Regions from separate parts of the Pan troglodytes genome. Here region 2 is linked to region 1. A link is a contact called in public HiChIP or PLAC-seq data. All regions are on one chromosome and are shown on one strand. The core of a region is the stretch at or near the end of the contact, and the rest is flanking DNA. Distances in the headings are between cores, read along the strand shown.

Evidence for each region. HiChIP or PLAC-seq counts read pairs in DNA pulled down with a chosen protein or histone mark.
Region 2: an H3K4me3 HiChIP or PLAC-seq map of stem cell-derived excitatory neurons shows a contact between it and region 1, with 2.1 times the contacts expected there. The contact joins the promoter of NDUFA4L2 here to the promoter of B4GALNT1 in region 1. A contact is called at or near these places in 1 of 7 Hi-C or Micro-C datasets (induced pluripotent stem cells) and 1 of 1 datasets of contacts at active chromatin or transcription factors (stem cell-derived excitatory neurons).

What each region holds. Positions count from the first base shown.
Region 1 is chr10:38,397,437-38,401,735 of NHGRI_mPanTro3-v2.0_pri, reverse strand. It overlaps B4GALNT1 (beta-1,4-N-acetyl-galactosaminyltransferase 1), which reads right to left and starts at 2,616. Exons shown (of 11, transcript XM_063785523.1): 1 at 2,178-2,616; 2 at 1,330-1,548; 3 at 615-779; 4 at 394-500. The coding sequence starts at 1,547.
Region 2 is chr10:38,790,286-38,794,485 of NHGRI_mPanTro3-v2.0_pri, reverse strand. It overlaps NDUFA4L2 (NDUFA4 mitochondrial complex associated like 2), which reads right to left and starts at 2,048. Exons shown (of 5, transcript XM_063786476.1): 1 at 1,988-2,048. It overlaps LOC134807528, which reads left to right. Exons shown (of 3, transcript XM_063786178.1): 2 at 368-1,521; 3 at 3,827-4,200. The coding sequence ends at 1,428.

The sequences.
Region 1 (4,299 bases), core at 1,367-3,866:
TGCTGTCACCACACACAATAGAGAACTTTCCACCTATTCTTCTTATTGAGGCCTCAGCAGGGCACACTGTATAACATAGCCTACAGTGACTGATTTTTGAGCCCGTCCCATCAAAGCTTGCCCTATGGCCTGCCCTGACCACCACTTAACCAATGGTTAGTCAGCAAAGAATAGATTATTTCCCCCAAAACTCCCCAGTTACAGTCTTCTGAAATTCCTAGAGTCCCTTCTGTCCTCACTTCCCACCTCCTAAGCCCCCTTTTGAGCTTAAGTCCCCCATTCATCAGAGGTTCCCACCTCCCATTCCAATCATCTCCCATTCTTCCCCACCCAACCTTGGGCTCTGCCACCCCCACTGTGGCTGAGGTCATCCTCTGGGACCCTCCTCCCTACCTGGCACCAAGATGCTCCTGAGGGGCTGAACTTCCACACCCTGTAGGGGGTACTGGAGCGGGGAGTTGGCAGGGGCTATGAGCAGCTGGTCAGCTGGGGACTGGCTCCTGGCAGTGGAGGAAGGAGAGGACAGAGCAGAGTCGGGGGGGAGAGGGTCTCTCCCTCCCGGCACAATCACTGCTCTCCCCCTGTGGAGTCATGCGCTTCTTTCAAGCTGGTACCTCGACAGAAAGGCCTGGAACTCCTGCTCTCTTGTGGCAGAGGCAGCCCTCAGCTCTGCAGGGTCAAAGGCCTTGGTGAGGTCAATAGCTCGGACTTGTTTCTGGAAGGGGAGGGGGAGGCCCCCCCCACTGGACTCACAACTGCAGTTGTTCCAAGCCAGCAGCCTGAAGGGGGTAGGTAGTGAGGGTCATCAGAGCCCAGCTACACAGCTCCATTCATCCCATAAACACTGACACAGCACCCCACACCTTGGCCCTGCAATTCTGTCTGTCTAGGCTCTGTCCCCTTAAATGCTGCCCTTCAAATAGTCCTCGGGAGGGGGACCAAGGATCGGATGACCCATCCCCTAAATCTGGATTTTAGAGTTGTAGGATAGGGCCAATCACCAGGATTTCAGGAGCTGCCTACCCACCAACCAGGACCCCACCTGGAGCCTCTTCTCATACCTGAATCAGGACCTCAGGGAGTCTTTCAGGGCCCTCCCTTGACTGCACAACCTCCCACGCCCATCCCCATCCTTATCCCCATGGCAAGGTTCAGGGAGAACAGATTTTCCCCAGCCCAAGCCTCAGCAGCCTCCCACTTCCACCTCCCACTTCACTCCACACAGCCCGTTAGGAGAATGCAGGCATCTGAGCCCAGCAGTGGAGGAAACAAAAGCCCCCAGACCACCCCCAGCGAGCGCTGCGCTGCGCCGCCGCGGTCGGCACTCACCCCACTACTTGCTCCTTGATCCTGACCGGGATGTGTGCGTAGCGGGGCTCAGGAGCAAGATCTGGCAGCTCGGGCCTGCGGGGGCTTTGCGGGGGCGCCCACGGCGCAAGAGGTACCCGGAGGCCGGGCGCGTCCCGGGTGCTCGCGTACAGGAGCCCCAGCGAGGCGCAGGCGAGCAGAAGGACCAGAGCGCACAGGGCCCGGCGGCCCAGCCACATCCTAGGTGGGGGTAGGATGGGGAGTGAGAAAGGGAGGGAAGAAGGGAGGGCAAGGGATGGGGCCCTTGGCCCCCGCGTCCTCAGAGGCTCCTGCCGGCTCCCAAGAGCGCTCTCCACTCCACACATCGCGCTAGGGTTTGCACTGCCAGCCGCGGTTTTCCCAGTACCCCTCCCCTCACTTCCCAGGCCCCAGGGTCTCCCGGCCTCCTTTCTTCTCGCCCTCTCCTGCATCTCGGTTTCCTCTCACACCCGAGGCCTGGCATCTTAATGCTGAAGACATTTGGATGCCGCGGTTTCGACGCGGCCGTGCGTGAGCGGAAAAGCCCCGCTCTATCAGGGCAGTGGCAGTCCCCAAGCCCGCCGCCCGCCCTGGCCGGCGCGCCCCCGACTCCTCAGTCCGAGCATCGCCTGGGCCGGGGTGGGCTGCGGAGGGCGGCTCCACACCTAGCCTGTCAGGAAAAAATGCAGAATCACGCCCGTGCTGGCGGGCGCCCCCGGCGGAGGTGACCCGATGAGTGGCCTCGGGAAGCGGCGCGGGGGACAGGGTGGACCGGGAAGCGCGCCTCCTCCCGCCTCCTCCTCCTCCCCTCACCAACCAATCCCACCCGCCCCCCACCCCCGGGCACTGACCTGTCTAACGCTCTAAGGCAGCGGCAAAATTTCGGTCCGGGCTGTGCCGGGCTCTCGCCCCGGCCTGAGGGTCCTCATGGGGCTGGGGGCTGCCCGATGGGGGAGCTGGGCATGAGCCTGAGGGTGTGGGGGACCCTCCTGCCTCTGGAGCGCGCCCGATCCCTCCCGTCTTGGAACTCCCGGGGCTTTTGTGGAGCGCGGCGCGGTGGTGGTTCTGGGCGTTTCCTGCCCGGGGGCGGTTGGCGGGGCGCGACGACCAAGTTAAGAGTCTGTTGCACCCCAGCCCCGGGGCAAAGCCGGGGATCCCTGGCTCCGCGTCCCACTGGCAGCGCGGGGAGGGCTCTGGCCGCCGCCCGGCTCTTCGCACCGCAGCGCAGCGCGGCTCAGCTCCCGGCTCGTTGCGGCTGCTTCGGCTCCGCGCGGGGAATGCGAGCGCCCCGGCGCCTTCTAGTGGGCGCGGAGGAAACTGCGGGGGCGCGGAGCAAACGCGGGAAGGTCCTCGCTCACAGCCCCCAGTCCTTAGCCTCCAAACACTGGCATCTCAATCGCCTGCTCCCACGACATCCATTCCGTTGCCTGCTCGTTCTGAGCTTGTAGGCAAGGATGGGCAAATAAGGGCTTTGGGAGGAGGTAGGGCGGAAGCGCGCTAAAACTCAAGTCAAGTTTGAATGTTAGGGTGAAGATAAAGGAAACAACCCCTGGAAAATAAACGCTCTGCCTGGCTAACAAAGAATGAGGCACAGCCTCCCTCTCCCCCTCCTCCCCGCCCTGCCCCCCATTATTTAACAGACACTCAAGAGATACACACTGGGTAATTGAAGGCCCTATTTCCCCGAACTGCCGCTTGGTGCAACCTTGCAGGAGGAAGGGAACCCCAGAGAGGCCAGATTGGCGGTAGTTCTGCTTGCAAGCCTTAGGTCATAGCCTGATACCTCACATTGCCGAGAATCGGAGTTCTGTGGCTCCATGGTTCTAATAAAAGATGCATCAAGATTCAATAGGAAAAAAAGATATAACAAGAAATATAGAACATAACGAAAATATGTGTGTGTGTGTGTGTGTGTGGTGGATTATTGAATGAATGAATTTTATACAAACAAATGACTAATCAGCTGGGGGGAAAGTGGAATCTCTACCCTTCTTACACCAAAATTCCAAATGTATTAAATATTTTAATATTAAAGGTGAAATCATAAAAGTAGTGAAAGAAATCATGAAACCCGGCGCAGTGGCTCATGCTTGTAATCTCAGCACTTTGGGAGGCTGAGGCGATAGGAGACCAGGAGTTCGAGACCAGCCTGGGCAACATGGTGAGACACCCCCCCCCCCCCGTCTCTACAAAAAATTTAAAAATTAGCCCAGCAAGGTGGCTCACACCTGTAGTCCAACTACTTAGGAGGCTGAAGTGGGAAGATTGCTTGAGCTCGGGAAGTTGAAGCTGCAGTGAGCTAAGATGGTGCCATGGCACTGTAGCCTGGGTGACAGAGCGAGACTCTGTCTCAAAAGAAGAAATCATGGAATTTTTGTTTTGTTTATGATCTTGGAGTAGGGAAGAGATCTCTAAGCCAGATGTAAAGGGAAATATTAATAAATCTGACTATATGAAAAACTTGAGTGAAGAAATTAACATACACTAAATTTGAGAGAGAAATGACAAACTGTGAAAAAATATTTGTAACATATAAGACAGGTATACTTTATCTGGTTGGTGCCCCCAGCGGAGATGACCAGGAATGAATTATGAACCATTGAAAACATAGGAATCCCTGACTCCACACTGATAATACATAGATAATTAATTAATTAATTAAATGAATGAAGGAGAAGGGAGAATGCCAATTAATAAATGTGGAGGGAGCTGATGGAGTTGGAAAATAACTATTTTTTAAAATTTTATTTTATTATTATTATACTTTAAGTTTTAGGGTACATGGGCACAATGTGCAGGTTAGTTACATATGAATACATGTGCCATGCTGGTGTGCTGCACCCATTAACTCGTCATTTAGCATTAGGTATATCTCCTAAAGCTATTCCTCCCCCCTCCCCCCATGACAATAACTATTTTGCAACCATCAATGTAAAAGTTGGTTTGGGCAAGAATTATCAATGAATGCTAATT
Region 2 (4,200 bases), core at 799-3,298, 390 kb before region 1:
GCCCTCTGTTCTGAGTTCCGGTGACCCCGGCCAGGTCCCAAATTCTCCGTCGCGCTCCTTTTCCAGAGCCGCCGCTCTCCCTCCGGCCTTGGGCCTCCGCCCCGCTCACCGAGATGCAACGTTACATTATTGCCTCCGCTCCGCCTCTCCGCCACTCTCTGACCCTTCTCCTGCTTCTGGTCCCTGTCTCTGTGAATTTATTTCTAAGCCCCCTTCCATCTTTGGTTCCCGTCTCTGGCTCGTGGCCCATGGGGCCGATCTGGAATACAGGACTCCTTGGGTTCCGGATCCCATCTCTCCTCGCTCCCCACACTTTCCCACCACGAGGACTCAGGCCACGCTGGCCCAGCGGGGTGAGGGACCGCAGGAGTCATTAACCGCAGATTAGGCGCGGCCCGGGATCCCGCTGGGACTGGACTCCAAGCGCTAATCCGCACCAGGATCCCAATCCGCGCGCTGGCTGCACAGAGGGTCAAAGGCAGCGGGACTCAGCGGATCGAGCGTGTTGCAGGGGCCGTGGGCTCGGGCGCCCCCTGGAGGCCGAGCGGCCCCCAAGCTCGGGGAAGAGGCCTTGGGCACCCCCTGTCGGGCAGTGCCGACCCTGCACTCCCGGCGTTCGGGCCGCTAAGTTGGTGCCTGGAGTGTCCGTCCACGCCCAGCCCGTCACTCCGCCACTCCCGCCGCCAAGACAGTGGGTCCCGCAGCCTCCACTCTTCTGGTGTGAGATGGGACCGGAGGGCGGAGAGGGGACGCGGAAGCTCCTATCTCTCCAGCCACAATCGGCACCCAGGGTTCAGGCGGGTTCCTCTTCTGGGGTTGGGCATCCTCAGATGCCTGGGGGCTGGGGAGGCGGGGGCTTCATCTCTGCTTCTGGGCTGCAGATTCGAGATTGCCCTAAGCCCTCTGACCCGGCCTGTCCTAGCCTCTGGCTGCCCTTCTTTCTGCCTCTTGTTCTTTCTGCCTTCTGTCTGCTTCCTGTCTCTGGGTATGTCCATCTCTCTCTTCCCTATTCTGGCTGTGTCTGTCTGCTCTCCCTCTTGCTGCCTTCCCTACCTGGCTTTGTCCCTCTGCATCGGTTTTTCTGTGTCTCTTTGTGTCTCGCTCCCTCCCTCCACATCTCTCCATCTCACTGTGTCTCTCTTTACTAATGCCTCTCTTTGTCTCTGTCTTTATCTCTGTCTCTCCCCAACCCCACTCCCCAGCTCTATTCCTATTCTCTGGGTTGCTGCCTCTGGGGACTGCAGCAGCCCAACAGGGCAGCCCGGAGATGCCTCGGGGCACTGCCCGGGGTCCTCCTCCTGGTCACCTCCACATGCCCGTCAACTCCGCGCAGCGTTGATCTTCCCGCTGCGGCTGTGGGACGTGGAGGGGCGCCCGGAAAGGAAGACACAGGGCCCAGCATCTGCTCGGGAGCCCCAGGGCCCCTGACCCCCTCTGCCATTATTAAGGGCGCCGGGTCCCGAGGCACCGAGATGATCATGATTGCATCAGCCAGACAGAAGCGGAGCCGGGAGCTGCGCGGTGAGCGAACGAGTGAGACAAAGACGCCCGCGCCATCTGTTTATGCAAAGCGCTCTCCGCCGGGGACCCCGGCGTCCCGGCTTCTGGCCGGGCTTGGGGCAAGGGTCATAAGCCCATTCCCACCCGGCGCCCCCACCGCGCCTTGGCTTCCCCTCTCCTCAGCACCCAGAGGGGCCGCTGGGCGAGCGGAACGGAAAGGGGGCGGGGGTGTTGATGTGATTGGAGCGGACGCGGCTGTTTCTTCAATAATGGATGGAGATGATGCGGTCGGCGAAGCCGAGCTGGCCGGGAGAGGAGAGAGGAATAGAAATGGGGAAAGGAAGGAGTGGGGGCGGGAGACTCACCCCGGCGCGCGCACACACACACACGCGCGCGCGCACGTGCGTCACACTGTCATTCGGATACACGCCGCCGCGCGGCTCACACCCAGGCACACGCCTACGCACTGTCACCGAGACACACATACCTGCAGGCGGAGACGCGATGGCAACACACACTCCCCGCTGGCTCTTCCTGATTTTCACACATACACAGACCTGCAGGCGGAGACGCACGGAAACGCCCCCACGCGGAGGCACACCCGGGCAAAATCACCCAGATGGGAGCTGGGGACGGGGAAGTGGACAAACCCGACAGATATAGACACACTCAGGGGCACAGACACACACCCGGGCACAGAGTCGGACACACCTGGGGCTCAGGTAGACACACCTCACATACCCAGGGAACAAACGGACACACACAAACCACACGCCGGAGATACAGACGTCCATAATTGCCAGGGGCACGGAGAGCCCACCCACGCCCACTCAGAGGCTAGCACACCTTAGCATATGCAGGAGTTGCCATCTGTGCCCTGCGGGGTGGAATGTGGCAGGGAGGTCGTCAGGGTCTCCGGAGCAGGCCTTGTTAGCCTAGCAGTATGATGAGGTCTTGGTGACAGGAGGCGCTTGGGGCTGTGGACTAGGAGGCCCGTGCACCAGGGCTTAGCTGTCTGCAAGCTTCCTTGACTGGCCCCTAGGGCGGGTAGCGCCGACGTTGGGCTGCCCCTGAGCAGCAGACCCGGCGGACCTCACTGACCCAAATCGGGCAGTTTCGTGGAGGCAGAGCCTAAAGGGAACACTGGAGCTGCACCGGGAGATTCTCAGGATCCCCAACACTGCTGCTGGTGGGGTTTATAGAAAGGGTCACTCTGTACTCTGCCTTTTCCCCCCGTGCTGCCCAGTCTTCCAACTTCAAGGGGCACGTGTGTGTGTGTGTGTGTGTGTGCGCGCGCGCGCTGAGTGGAGTGGGCAGTGGAGGAGGTTGGGGTGCCGGTTGTCTTGTACCCTAGTACCGGCCCTTCCTCGGATCTGTTTTCAATTCAGTCTGCTCCTTGGCCCAGACTTATGACCTTTGCAGCATGCGGCAGTATCATCCATCACCCAGGCGCCGCTTAGGGGGATGGAGGGCGCTGGGAGCTCACATAGGGTCGCTGTCACGCCTGCCGCCCTCTCTGGGGACCTGCTCTCCGGCCCGCGGGCCAGGGCTTAAGAGTCTTGGTGAGTAATGACGGGAGGGTGTGACCGTGGGGCTCGATCGGGACACTGGGTCACATGTCCCCACCCCTGGTACCCTAGCACCCCTCCTAGTTCAGCACAGCCTGTTTCCCCGCTTTTCCCGCCCCCCTTCTCTCGGGCCCTTTGCTTAATTTCCTATTAACTGCTGATAAATCCAATTAAACCGCCGCTCTAATTAGGGACAGCTGCCGGCTCAGTGAGGCTAGGGAGGGGGGCGCCCCCCGAGTGTTGGGGGAGAACAGCCGCTCTCCCTGCTTCTCGGCATCCGCACACCAGCATTGCCGCCCAATGAGCCAGTAAATTGGTTTTGCCTTAGCATTGGCGGGGGGCTCTCGAGGATCTCGGGGGGCTCTGATTTTGAGTCCCTCAGACCTTGATGAATAGAGACGACCCGAGCCCTCGCGGTCCCTCCCCTCATACATTCCTGGTAGGTGGATTTCAAGGAAGGATAAGGACAGAATGCTTGATTTGCGTGTGGTTGGTGTGTGTGTTTGCCTGTGATCTGTTCCTATTCCAGCTCAATCGCGATTAAAGGGGGGGTCTTCTTTAATGACTCCGCCCCCACCCCCTCAGGCATCCGGGACCGTCAAGGGCAAAGGGAACAGAAAACTGAACCCGGTTCTGCAGAGTCTTCTTGTGTGCTTCCCTACCCCCATCACACCTCAGCCTTCTGGAAGGGGGGCGCGCCCGTCCCAGGCCTCCTCTTCCCCAGCCCAGCTGAGCCTCTGCCCTCCCCCCGCCAGCAGCAGATGGTGCCCGGGCTCCCGCTGCCAACCTTGCTAGGCGGTGCCAACCTCAGTCCTGGCAGACAACGGGCAGACGAGAAGAGGAGCTCCTGGCTGGCCAAGCCGACCCTCCCCCACCCGGCATCGAGCTCAAGACCCCCCCACACACGCCTGCCCCACTCCAGCGACCACCCCAGCCTGCCTCTCACTGGGTCCGCTCTCAGGTCCCCAAACTCCTCGTCTCCTTCTGCTCCCTTCCCCACACCTTCCCGCTCCTCGCCACCTGCCGCCCTGACCAGGGCCGGCGTATTTGCATATTTGCATATGCAAATAATAACATTTGCATACGGTGCTCCGCAGGGGTGTCTCCGCGAGAGCCGGTTAGCTGTCTGCCC